Regions from separate parts of the Mus musculus genome. Here all the other regions are linked to region 1. A link is a contact called in public HiChIP or PLAC-seq and Micro-C data. All regions are on one chromosome and are shown on one strand. The core of a region is the stretch at or near the end of the contact, and the rest is flanking DNA. Distances in the headings are between cores, read along the strand shown. Region 1 holds the start of Ankrd63 (ankyrin repeat domain 63). Region 2 holds the start of Ccdc32 (coiled-coil domain containing 32). Region 3 holds the start of Gchfr (GTP cyclohydrolase I feedback regulator). Region 4 holds the start of Gpr176 (G protein-coupled receptor 176).

The links. A called contact is a pair of places that touch in the nucleus more often than the background predicts. HiChIP or PLAC-seq counts read pairs in DNA pulled down with a chosen protein or histone mark.
Region 2: an H3K4me3 HiChIP or PLAC-seq map of forebrain shows a contact between it and region 1, with 2.7 times the contacts expected there. The contact joins the promoter of Ccdc32 here to the promoter of Ankrd63 in region 1. A contact is called at or near these places in 1 of 39 promoter capture datasets (neural stem cells), 4 of 115 datasets of contacts at active chromatin or transcription factors (the SCID.adh cell line, bone marrow-derived macrophages, forebrain and 1 more) and 2 of 9 other capture datasets (adipose tissue and macrophages).
Region 3: a Micro-C map of embryonic stem cells shows a contact between it and region 1, with 2.9 times the contacts expected there. The contact joins the promoter of Gchfr here to the promoter of Ankrd63 in region 1. A contact is called at or near these places in 3 of 39 promoter capture datasets (the C10 cell line, the HPC-7 cell line and pre-B cells) and 1 of 484 Hi-C or Micro-C datasets (embryonic stem cells).
Region 4: a contact with region 1 is called in a Micro-C map of embryonic stem cells, with 2.7 times the contacts expected there. The contact joins the promoter of Gpr176 here to the promoter of Ankrd63 in region 1. A contact is called at or near these places in 2 of 39 promoter capture datasets (cranial neural crest and stem cell-derived epiblast-like cells), 7 of 484 Hi-C or Micro-C datasets (CD4 T cells, embryonic stem cells and forebrain) and 2 of 115 datasets of contacts at active chromatin or transcription factors (embryonic stem cells and memory CD8 T cells).

The regions. Positions count from the first base shown.
Region 1 is chr2:118,702,596-118,705,351 of GRCm38.p6, forward strand. It overlaps Ankrd63 (ankyrin repeat domain 63), which reads right to left and starts at 1,368. Exons shown (of 1, transcript NM_001081971.1): 1 at 1-1,368. The coding sequence starts at 843. It also overlaps a transcript of Plcb2 not described here.
Region 2 is chr2:119,028,020-119,030,719 of GRCm38.p6, forward strand. It overlaps Ccdc32 (coiled-coil domain containing 32), which reads right to left and starts at 1,374. Exons shown (of 4, transcript NM_199310.2): 1 at 1,298-1,374.
Region 3 is chr2:119,166,433-119,169,243 of GRCm38.p6, forward strand. It overlaps Gchfr (GTP cyclohydrolase I feedback regulator), which reads left to right and starts at 1,356. Exons shown (of 3, transcript NM_177157.4): 1 at 1,356-1,441. The coding sequence starts at 1,406.
Region 4 is chr2:118,371,997-118,374,812 of GRCm38.p6, forward strand. It overlaps Gpr176 (G protein-coupled receptor 176), which reads right to left and starts at 1,423. Exons shown (of 3, transcript NM_201367.3): 1 at 1,023-1,423. The coding sequence starts at 1,191.

The DNA.
Region 1 (2,756 bases), core at 118-2,617:
GCGTGCTGTCTCCTCCTCGGTCATGGTACCCAGAGCTAGGCTCATGCTCCGGCCCAACTCTGGTCTCTCATTGCCTTGTGCCCTATAACGGACCGAGCCCTTGCCAGCAGAGGCAAGCTCGCCTCCGTGGCCGTGGCCATGGCCGTGACCGTGACCGTGGCCGCCGGCAGCTCGCGCAAACCGTGCCAAAAGAGGGCGCGGTAAACGACGGGGACTGGGTCGTCGCCGCTCTGGGCTGGGCGCCGGGGCAGGGTGGCCAGGGGGACTGTCGGAGTTGGAACCCCGGGCCGCTGCCGCAGCGGCTGCCCGACCCCAAGGCCCGGTGAGGGCTTGCACACAGGTCCCGTGGCCGCGGGAGGCAGCCAGCTGCAGTGCGGTGAGGCCCGCCCGGTTGGTGCGGTCAAGGCGTAAGCCCAGGCGGCGGAAAGAGCGCACCAAGAACTCCAGCACCGCCCCGTGGCCGCACGCCGCCGCCCACATCACCGGGCTGTTGCCCGCCGAGTCCGTCGCCTCCGGATCGCCGCTGAACTGCACCAGGAGCTGCACGGCGTCTAAGTGGCCTCGCTCGCAGGCCAGGCTGAGTGCAGTGCGGCCCCGCTCGTCCCGCAGGTTCACGGCTGCACCTTGCTCCAGCAGCAGTCGCACGAAGCGCGAGCGCATCGCGGGGTCCGGCAGCCCCACGGCCACCATAAGCGGCGTCCGGCCCTGCTCTGCGCGGCAGTCGATGATGCTGCGGTCCAGCGCGTCCAGCACGAAACGGGCCAAGTGCACTTTGCCGGCCTGCATGGCCTCAAGGAAGGTGCGCGTCCCCGCTCGGGGACACAGGTCCTTGGGCTTGAGCATGGCTCCGGCCGCCGCGCCCCGGAAGTCCGACGCACGGGGGCGCCCCTGTTCCCTCACCCCACGGGGCTACGGCCCCGGCCCGGACACCGGTACCGCTCTTTCCAAGCGGCGTGTAGGTGGCTGCAACCAAGTGTCCTGCAGTTCCCGCTCAGGTCTCCCTACCGCTCGGCTGCCTCGCCGCTCCCAGGGCGTCTTGCTTTTCCTCCCTGGCCCCCCACGCCTGGAGGTGTGGGCTGCTGGCTGCTTCGACTCCCGCTCAAGCTCCAAGCTCGGCCTCCTCAACTCTTGGGCCCTCTTCCCTGTATCCGACGCCCCTTGGTCCCTCGTGGCTTGGAGCAACGCCACTCACCCGCACCCCGGGCAGCCCCTGCTCCCCTGTTGAGCGGGTGGCTCCCGCCTGGCGCGCCTGCCTCCTGCCTCGGCGGGGAGCGCCGCTCCTCCAGCTCCCAGAGCCTCTCCCCGCCTCCTCCTTTCTTGCGGGGGCCGGGACGCTTGCTTTTTTACTTGGGGGGCTCGGCGGCTCCTGAGGTGCCCGACGCCTAGATACCTGGCTTTATAGCTTCAGGGGTCTCCATGGCAATGGCTGCTCTGGAAGCAGACTGCACCTTCGGGGCAGAGACGGACAGGGCAAGGGAGACCGCCCCTGACCCCCACCCCTTCGTGGGCCACGAAGTTGGGGAGCGGCTCCTCCTCCGCGCTCCCCTGGGAATGCGGCGGCGGTTGCGGGGCGGGGGTGGAGGCTGCTCGCCGGGGGCCACATGCACCCGGCGGGGCCAATCCTAAAGTCTCAGTCATCTTTCCCCGCCCCCCGCCTCCGCCGGAATCGGTAGCCTCCGCTGCTTAGAAACTGGCGGGAGCTCCTGCCATCGGTTTTAGGTTAAAGGGACTGGGACCCCACGAGGACAGGACTGGACAGTGCACCAGCTTGAGGTGGGCAAGAGACAGAGGAAAAGTAATTTGGGGTATGAGGCATTTGTGCTCCGGACTGAGGGCGCTCAGTCTGGCTGATAACTGCCATCTAAAGTGCAGCGAATCACAGCCACACACAATTGTGCCTCCCGCACGCGCTCACTCAGAGAAGGGCGGGGGTGCATTCTCCAATCTCAGACGTCTCCAAACCTGACAGCGCGCCCGCGTGCCAGCTCCACGGTTGATCGGTCGCTGTGGAGCAAGTTGACTTAGACACTGGCCGCTCTGACCCAGGGCAGGTGCCTTAGGACCCGAGAGTATGCAGGCATTTGGACTTCCCAGGCACTACCTCCTATCTCCTCAAAGATGGGCTAGTTAGGGTCTAGGAAAGGACAAAAGACACAAGCAAGAATTCCCTGACAGGGCTGGGTTCTCTTGAGCACAAAACCATCTTTAGGCCACAGAGCGCTAGACCTGGCCCCTACAGAAAGGAGACAGCCTGAGATTTTTTTTTTTTTTCAATCAGATGTGTGGAAAACCTACTTCCTTTGGACAATCAGCTCATGGGCGCTAGAGACGGGGAATACTGAAGGCCTAGCAGAGTCTTACAATGAGTGCCCCACAAGCTCCCAGGACTAGAGAAAGGGCTTGAGAATAGTTGAAATGGAGTTTATTTGTAGAATAAGTGAAGAGCTAGGGACTTTTCGCAGCTGGTCGAGTATTTGCCCAGTATACACGAAACGATTGGTTTGATTCATTCCCAGGATGAAGCCAGGTGTGGTGCTATAAGCTAACAACCCAGCACTTGAGAGATGGAGGCAGGAGGCTCAGAAGTTCCAAGATCATCCTCAGCTACAGTTAGGTTGAGGCCAGCCTGGGCTACATGAGACCCTATGGTTGTGTTTCCAGCAATGGGAAACACAGATGCACAAACTGAATGAATGAGACTTGTCTTCTCAGTCAGGAAGACGAACCCAGGACTGAGAACATCTGCTAAATGCAAA
Region 2 (2,700 bases), core at 124-2,623, 330 kb after region 1:
GATGTCCATAAAGGAGCCCAGGACTTTACCATGGGCTGGACAGTGGATTCTGCTGCCTCACAACAGCCTTCACCTACAGGATGAGGCTCCACAAATGAATCTGAGAAGCTACAGCCCCAGCCCTTGCATTTTACATATTCAATGAACACAAGACTCTCTATGTTCCCATGGTGCATCCGTGGCTAACTACTGTGCTGTCTGCAGACCTCCCTCATACAGCTGTTCTATCATGGTCAGTTAGGGTGTCTTCAGTGGGACACAGACTGACAGTCTTACATTGTCCCTCACATGTGAAAACAGCAAAAATGGGCTTGGTGAAAAGTCATCATAGCGCAAGGTTAAGTGTGTATTACAGTGGCAGCAGGGCTGTGTACTTCAAGTTCCTCCACACCCCTATTCATACTTTTTCCACTTTATTTTTTTATTATTACTATTTTAATTGCCCATATTTTTGCTGTAAAGTGCGATAATTGAATAAGTGTATGCAATGTGTATTCAACCAAATAATTAGCACTGAATGTAAATAATGAAAGAGAGGCATTCTCATCATTTTAGAGACACATTTAGGAATGGTGAAGCACATCTGTACTCCTGCACTAAGGAGTCTGAGGCAGAAAAGAGCATGAATTCCAGGAGCTGGTGAGGAAGAAGGAAGTGGAGCAGGAAAAGGGCGAGGAAGAAGCAGGAAGAGGAAATAACAAGATCAAATGAGCAGTTTGCTCAAAGCAGCATTGCTGGTATATGATGTTTTGCTTCCAAATCCTTATTTTCACCCAGCACCAACACTATGCCTGCTTGGGAAACACACTGAAAGTCGCCCACGCCGAGATGGGAGAAGGGCTATGCATAGAGTCTAGGGGCTTCCATAACCATCTAGGTTTATGGAATCGGTCGACGCCTTCTTTTAAGAGGGCTTTTAAAGATCAGGAAAGCTGACAAGGGCAAAGTCTGAATTCCAGCCAAGTCCAGCCAGCGCGAGGGCCCAAAGTAGATAGTAGTAGAAGGTCAGATATGTCACGAAGTCCTTAGAATCTCCGTGGAAGTACTCTACACACCCAAACCCCAAGTCTGCACTCACTCGGGGGTGGGGTGGGGTGAGGCATGTCCCTGACCCCGGGAACCTTCAGAACGGTAGAGGAAAACGTGTGTCCAGATCCCAGGCCTCAGTCACCCCGGCCTAAACAAATCACTGGTCTTGACGATCCGGCCCCTGATACCCTCAGTTGTGTTTCGGGGTCAGGCCATAGTAGGAGATGCTAAACACGGGACACCGCGGCCCCTCACCTACCGCAATTACCTGCCCAGCAGTTTCCAAACGCCCGGCTCAGGTTTGTCGCTGGCAGTCAGGAAGAATCGGGGAGGGGCGGAGTCTCTGAGTGACGGAGCTGAGAAGCCCTCCAATTGATGTCTGATTTTCTGTCGTTCTATGAGTTGATTGGTAAAATAGTTAATGACGCCCAGAGGCGGGCAATCGGTGGGCGGAACTAGTGGTTGCCAGGAAACGATGGAATCTCCTGTCCAGAGTTTAGTACCTTAACTCTCCAGGACCGGATTGATTCTTTGCAGGCTCCAGAGTTCCAGCTTTTCACCACCCATCCCAGACTCGGCTAGGGAAGCCAGTTTTCTAGACTTTTCTTGGTCCCCAGAGATCTTGATTTCTAAAGTCCTTCTGAAATAAGGTCCCTGCTTATCTTACAAAACTAGATGGTCCTCAAAGCCCCAAGGCTCTAGGCGCATCCCCTTCCAACGGCCCTTGCTTGGATTGTTTTCAGTGTGTATCCCAATATTAGGTGAAAATACAGATTTGGGGTCAGTAAATCGTGTATCAATTATCTCCCAAACAATCCTCTGAATATTTGTGTTACCTTTACCTCGTGACTATCTCAAGTTAGAGCATGTCAGTGACTTAGGATATCGGGGCCTCAATTCACTGACTCCTGAGACTTCATTTAGTTAAAAAAAAAATACTAAGCTCCTACTCTGCTATAGGTATTGTGAGTGTGAATTCAGAACACAGAAGACTTGTTATGGTGGGGCTGGAGAGATGGCTCAGTGGTTAAGAGCGCTGAATGCTCTTTCATTGGTCCTGAGTTCAATTCTCAGCAACCACATGGTGGCTCACAACCATCTGTAATGGGGTCCAATGTCCTCTTCTGGTGTCTGAAGACAGCTACAGTGTACTCATATACATAAAATAAATATATATTTTTAAAAAGACGTCTTATGGGCCCCAGCTTAGTGTAGGAGGAGGTCCACCAGACAGACAGACAAATGTACAAATGGCACCAAAGACGTATGGAAGATGATGGTAGTGTGGGAAGGGGGAGAGAGAGAGAGAGTTTATAACACCTTCAATAGCCAGATGTAGTAGTGCCTGTAACCCTAGCATTCTAAAGCTGAGGGCATGAGGCTGTGGAGTTCTAGGTCAATCTGAACTGCAAGTGAAAATCCTATCTAAAATTAAAACTATCTCTCTTACACAGCCTCCAATGATTGTCAACATGTTTCTTTGGTTATTCCTTGTTCCCAATGATTAAAAAAATGTTGGGGTAACTTTAAAAAAAATTATATGTATGTCTTCCATTTGGTGTCTGTAGAAGGTTGTGAGACTCCTGGTGTGGGTGCTGGGAACTGAATCTGGTCCTTTGGAAGAGCAGCAAGCACTCTTAACACCTGAGCCCCATTATTCCCACTTTCTAG
Region 3 (2,811 bases), core at 106-2,605, 460 kb after region 1:
CTCTCTGTCTCTCTCTGTCTCTCTCTGTCTCTGTCTCTCTGTCTCTCTGTCTCTGTCTCTCTCTCTGTCTCTCTCTCTGTCTCTCTCTCTCTCTGCCTCTCTCTCTCTCTCTCTCTCTCTCTCTCTCTCTCTCTCTCTCTCTCTCTTCCTTCCTGTTGCTGAGATAAAATACTCAAAACAAACAACAACCACCACCACAACAAGCCCAGCATCTTAGGGGAAAAAGAGCTTATTTTATCCCAGCTCTCAGTTCCGGCTTACAACGGAGCTTAGGATCAAACTCAGCGAACCATGGAATCAGCGGAGCATCATCCCAGCCCCTGTAGGGGTTCTTGATAGGTTCCCTGATGAGACTTTTATTTTCACCGTCCCAGGACTGAGGGTTAAATTTAGAACCTCAGTTTTTGCCCTCTACCTCTGCATTACAGCACGTCCCTTTCTGCCTCTTTAACGAGCTCTTTGTTAAACATAGATGCGTCTTATCCCTCTCGCTAATTGTTGGGGTGCGAGAGCTGGTGCCGGACAGGAAGAGGATCATATAAATACATCAGACCAGTTAGGTAAGAAGGTCAGGTTTCCAGGCCAGGGGCGGGGCGTGTTCCAGGGCAACTGGTTATATGCTTTTCCAGGGCAACTATTTTGTTCGTCTTTGCTTTTTAGGGAACCAATCAGAATGAGTCGGTTGAAGAATGTTGACCTGTCTACTTCTAGATGAGGGCGTGGACCAGCTAGTTGTGAACTCGCCGCCCTCTCTTGGGCATCAGGCTTAGGGATCGACGTTTCTATGCCTCAGGTGTTACCCTGTGATCTGCGCGTGCTCCCAAGGCTCCCTGCAGGAGGAACAGGTTCCGCGCCTTTACAGCCAGAGGACTGGCACCCAGCCAAGAGTGTAGATGATGCACAGACTTAATTTGCAGGGCCATAGATAGGCATGCAAAGACCCGCAGCCACACTTGAAAATGACAGACCCCAGGACAGACCCCAGGACGCAGGACTGCCCAGGACCTGACACTCGCGTCTCGCCTCGCCTCGTGCACTTAAGTTCACAAGGCACGCGTCCTGGTGAGGACACGCAGTCCCCGCTTCCCTTTAGTCCTCAGCGCAGTTTTCGCTCTGCTACGTTTTAGGGACAGGCGGAAACCGACTGGCATCCGCCGGACTTTGGAGCCTGAGCATGGAGGTATTGCAGGAAGAGGGCAAAGGGGCGACAGGCACCCTGTACGCCATGGCCACAACTCCTAGTGAAGTCCGCGGGGACACGCCCGCTTCCAGGTCTCTGGGGCGGCGGGACCGCGGCGCGCGCTCCTGATTGGCTCGTGCAGTGTCCGCACGGCCGCCAAGCGCCGCCCGCGGACAGAGCAGGGAGTAACGGGACTGTGGTCGCGGGCAGCCCCAGCCACGCACCATGCCCTATCTGCTCATCAGCACTCAGATCCGTATGGTGAGTACCTGGAGTGGGTGACAGCGACAGCCACTCTAAGGGACTTTCCTGATGGTCCCGCAACCGGCCTACCACGCCCCCGCGGCGCGGACACCAGGCAGGGTCAGGCGACTGGATGGGCAGGGAGTTCCGCGGGGACACCCACGACCCGCTTCACAAGCGCTGCAGCCAGGGCCCGCACGCCAAAGGCCAAGCTAAGCTGCGCACACAGCGGCTCACCTGTAGCCCCCTCCAGGCAGGGCTCGTTCTGATGCAGAGAGAATTCGGGTTAGAGGTGGAGAGGGCTGCGGGCAGCCTGGAGAGCACCACGCGGGGGTCTGAGGTCACGCTTCTCTAGGTGAAGTTTCGGGGGGGGACATGGGAGGGAGGTGGTACTGGCTGCTTTATAAGTCTCCTCAAATCCCCTTTCAAAGGATACCTGGTGCCCCCCCACCCCCACAGCTAAATAGCTGGGCGCGCTACCCCATCCTATTCCAATGCCCAGCGGTAGGTACAAATCTAGCTCCCAGGGGATAGCCAGGAGTAGTGGGCTCAGCATGAAACAGGAGAGGTCTTGACAATACCCAAAGGGCCATGAAAACCTGTACAGTTGTTGAAATCTGGATTGCTGGGCACATTCACCTCTCTTCCTCCTCAAATAATTTTTTAAAATTCTTTCCAAGTTTTCTTTCTTTGTTTTTTAGAGTTTTATTTATTTATTTTATGTATATGAGTATACTGTAGCTGTACAGATGGTTATGAGACTTCATGTGGTTGTTGGGAATTGACCGGTCAACCCCAGTCACTCAGGCCCAAAGATTTATTTATTATAAATCAGTACACTGTAGCTGTATTCAGATGCACCAGAAGAGGGTGTCAGATTTCATTGTGGGTGGTTGTGAGCTACCATGTGAGATTTGAACTCAGGACCTTTGGAAGAGCAGTCAGTGCTCTTACATGCTGAGCCATCTCACTAGCCTTCTTTCCAAGTTTTGTGTATGTGTGTGACAGGGTCTCATGTAACACAGGCTGGCCTCAGTTTGTTATGTATTGGAGGCTAGCCTTGCTTCCCAATTACTGGGATTACAGGCATGTCCCACCAGGCATGTCCTACCTGGCTTGGTTCTCTTAAATTATGGAGGTTTTGTTGTCTGTCTGTCTGTCTGTCTGTCTTTCTGTCTGTTTTTTTCCTTTGGGGGGGGCGGGGAGCGGAAATTCAAGACAGGATTTCCCTGTGTAGGCCCATCTGTCCTGGAACTATGTAGACCAAGTTGGCCTTGAACTCAAGAGATCCACCTGCCTCTGTCTCCCGAATGCTGACATCAAAGGTGTGCTCCATCACCGCCCAGCTATGGCTTGCTACATTGTATTGTGTGCTCATCAACTGACAA
Region 4 (2,816 bases), core at 173-2,672, 330 kb before region 1:
TCCACACATAAATTGTAATCTTTTCACATTCTTAAAAATGTCACAACAGAGAATTTAAGCCTGTTTGCTAGTATCCATTGTGCTTGCCAAACCTCAATGGAAAGCAGTCTGATTGTACTGTTTATTGTTTAAAGAGTTGCCCTAAAAAGCAAGAGCCATTTAAGAGTAGGGGGGAGGAAAGATGAGTCTCACCCTAACCCACACACATTTTACTAGCCATTGCACAAGAAATTACAAGAACAGTAATTCTTTCATCCTTTTTATGTCCTGCAGCTCTTTTTGAAAACGGATCCAGTGCCCTGTAACAGAGTAGCGCAGTTCATTTTGGTCAATTTATTTTCTTTAATCCCCTCTGAACAAGGGAGGAAATCTATAATCTTCTGTGAGTGGTTTGAGACATTTGTTGTTGGTTTTTTTTTTTTTTTCTTATCTCTGTTATGCACTTAAAATACAGGTGGAGGAGTCCAGTGGGTTTCGTTTTACTCAAAGATTGTAAAATTATCTGAAGACAATGTAAAGTTTAACTTCACACGCTCTTAAAAAAAAAAAAAAAAAAAGTCCCCGTTACTAGAAACAAACCAAAACTGACATGTAAAATAGAGCTCTCTCAAAAATAATTATCTTATATCGGAAATAGTAGCGCAAAAACACATTTTTGACTGAGTTAACATTCCTTCATCAGTCACAAATTCCCCGGGAATCGTTGCTCCTATTTGTAAACAAGAGCTAGAGGCAGCGATGCTCCCGGGCACCAGAAGGTAAGCGGTGATGCGCGGAGTCTGAAGCTTTGGACAAGGGCTGTCTGGACAGGTCTTTCGCCAGAACCCTGTACCTGTACCATCCTGCCAAGAGAAGCCCTGTCCCAACTCTTCTGCTTCCAGCCTCCAGGCTGGAGGTGACCGTCCTTGCTTAACTTAAACCTCCTTCAACTCCCCGCACATGGCCAGGCACCCCGCACCCCACGGCAGCTCTTGTGTCCTCGGGAAAGTCCGGCCCGCTGGTGGCCCCGCGGGTTGGCTTACCCAGTAGCGAGCCAATGAAGATGACGACCTGCACGGTGGTGGTGAACTGGCGGTACAGCTGAGCCTCGCTCAGCTCCCCGAACGCGCTGAGGTTGGCGCCAGCCTCGGCGCCCGACGTGTTGCGCGGGTGGCTGGTGTTCGGTGACACCCAGCTGCTGTTGTGCCCCATAGCGAAGCCCGGGGTTTGCGCTCGTCCGCCTGGCCTCTGAGCCCAGCGCACAGCCGCTCCTGCCCCGGGCGTGGAGGGACCGACGCTCGGGAGCCAGGCAGCGTCCTGCAGAGCCGGCCAGCCGGCTAGCCCCTCACGTCTGCTCATCGCCTAGCCAGCCATCCGCGAGGAGGGGTGGGAGGGAGGTGCGGCCGCGCCCCATGCCTGCTCCCCCCTGGGCCCGTCAGCAACCACATGGAGGCGGCACGGTCACAGAGCATCGCTGGGCCCTCCTCCCGAGGGGGGGGGAGGGGGCGGGCAGCGCGGCCAAGCCCACCCAGCACACACATCGGTGGCTGCGGAGGACCCCGCGCACGCTCTGATCCTCTCTCCCTAGTGGGATGGGAGCATTTGGCTGAAGCTATATTTCAATGCCGCTAGTAGCTTCGAAGCTGGGGCGGTGCGAATCCCCATGAAATGCCCCAGCCTAGTGATCATAGCTGGGAAGGTGGGGGCTAAACCAAGGGCAGCCAAGGCTGGGCAACAGGCCCTGAGTGTCCACAGCTTGGCCCCCGCACACTCGGCTGAACGCCAGGACTCTGGGACGCTCAGCTGGGGTCTAATCCCCAGGGCTGCCTGAACCCCTGGAGCCGGCTCTGCACCCCCCGCCACTTTGCCTTTACAAGCCGCCCCCACCCTTGGCCTCAGCCCCACCACTCCAGGTCGGATCTTGGCTTGGACAGATTGTCGTGACCTAGCAGGGACCAGGTAGGATGCCCCTAGCGGGGCAGAGCCGCCGCCCGCTCTGCAGCCGGGCTCCCAGCGCGTGCCTGGGGCAGTCGGGGCCGCGCGGCAGGCAGGCGAGGTCACGTGACGCACGACCCACCCCCTCACGCTGCTGGTGAGGGACGTAGCGCCATTTTGCCCCAGTGGAGCGTGACTTCGTCGCGGGGCGCGTGGGAGGCGCGCAGTTTCAGTATCTAGCTGCTGAAGGATGCACTGCGTTTGCTGCTGTGGTTACTGCCCCAGCGTCCTTAGAGGTACAGCCTGCAGGCTCTATATCATTTGCCACTGCCATCTGGGCAGGGAGCCCAGCCTCCCGGGCCCTCCGTCAAGTCAAAGCCTTGTCCATCTTCGAAAGGTGGACTAAAGGAACCCACTGATGGTTTCCCAGGCCCTTTCATTGGGCCTCACCTCCACACGGGGCACTGCTAATGAATTCAGCGATGAAGACTTGGAGGGGGTTTCCTGCAGGCTGATGTAAATTGGGAAGTTGGGATAAGCAGGCATACAAGAAGAAATAATAAGGCAGGAGGAGTGAAATGGAAACAAGGAACTAAGAGAAGGATCAAGGGAAGAAAAATATAGAAATGAGCCAGGCATGGTGGTGCATACCTCTAATCCCAGAGTTTTGGAGGGAGAGGCAAGAGAATTGGGAATTTGCTACAAAATAAATTGGCAGGCTTGAATATGTGAGACCTTTCACGGCAAAAAAAAAAAAAAAAAAAAAAAAAAAAGTGGAGGTCACCTTGATCCCCAAATTTGAGACACACATTCTTTATGAAAATACAGAACCAGGGACAAGGTAACATCGGTCTTACGGTCGCGTCTTAGGTGGATTTTCCACTGACTACAATGATGAGTCA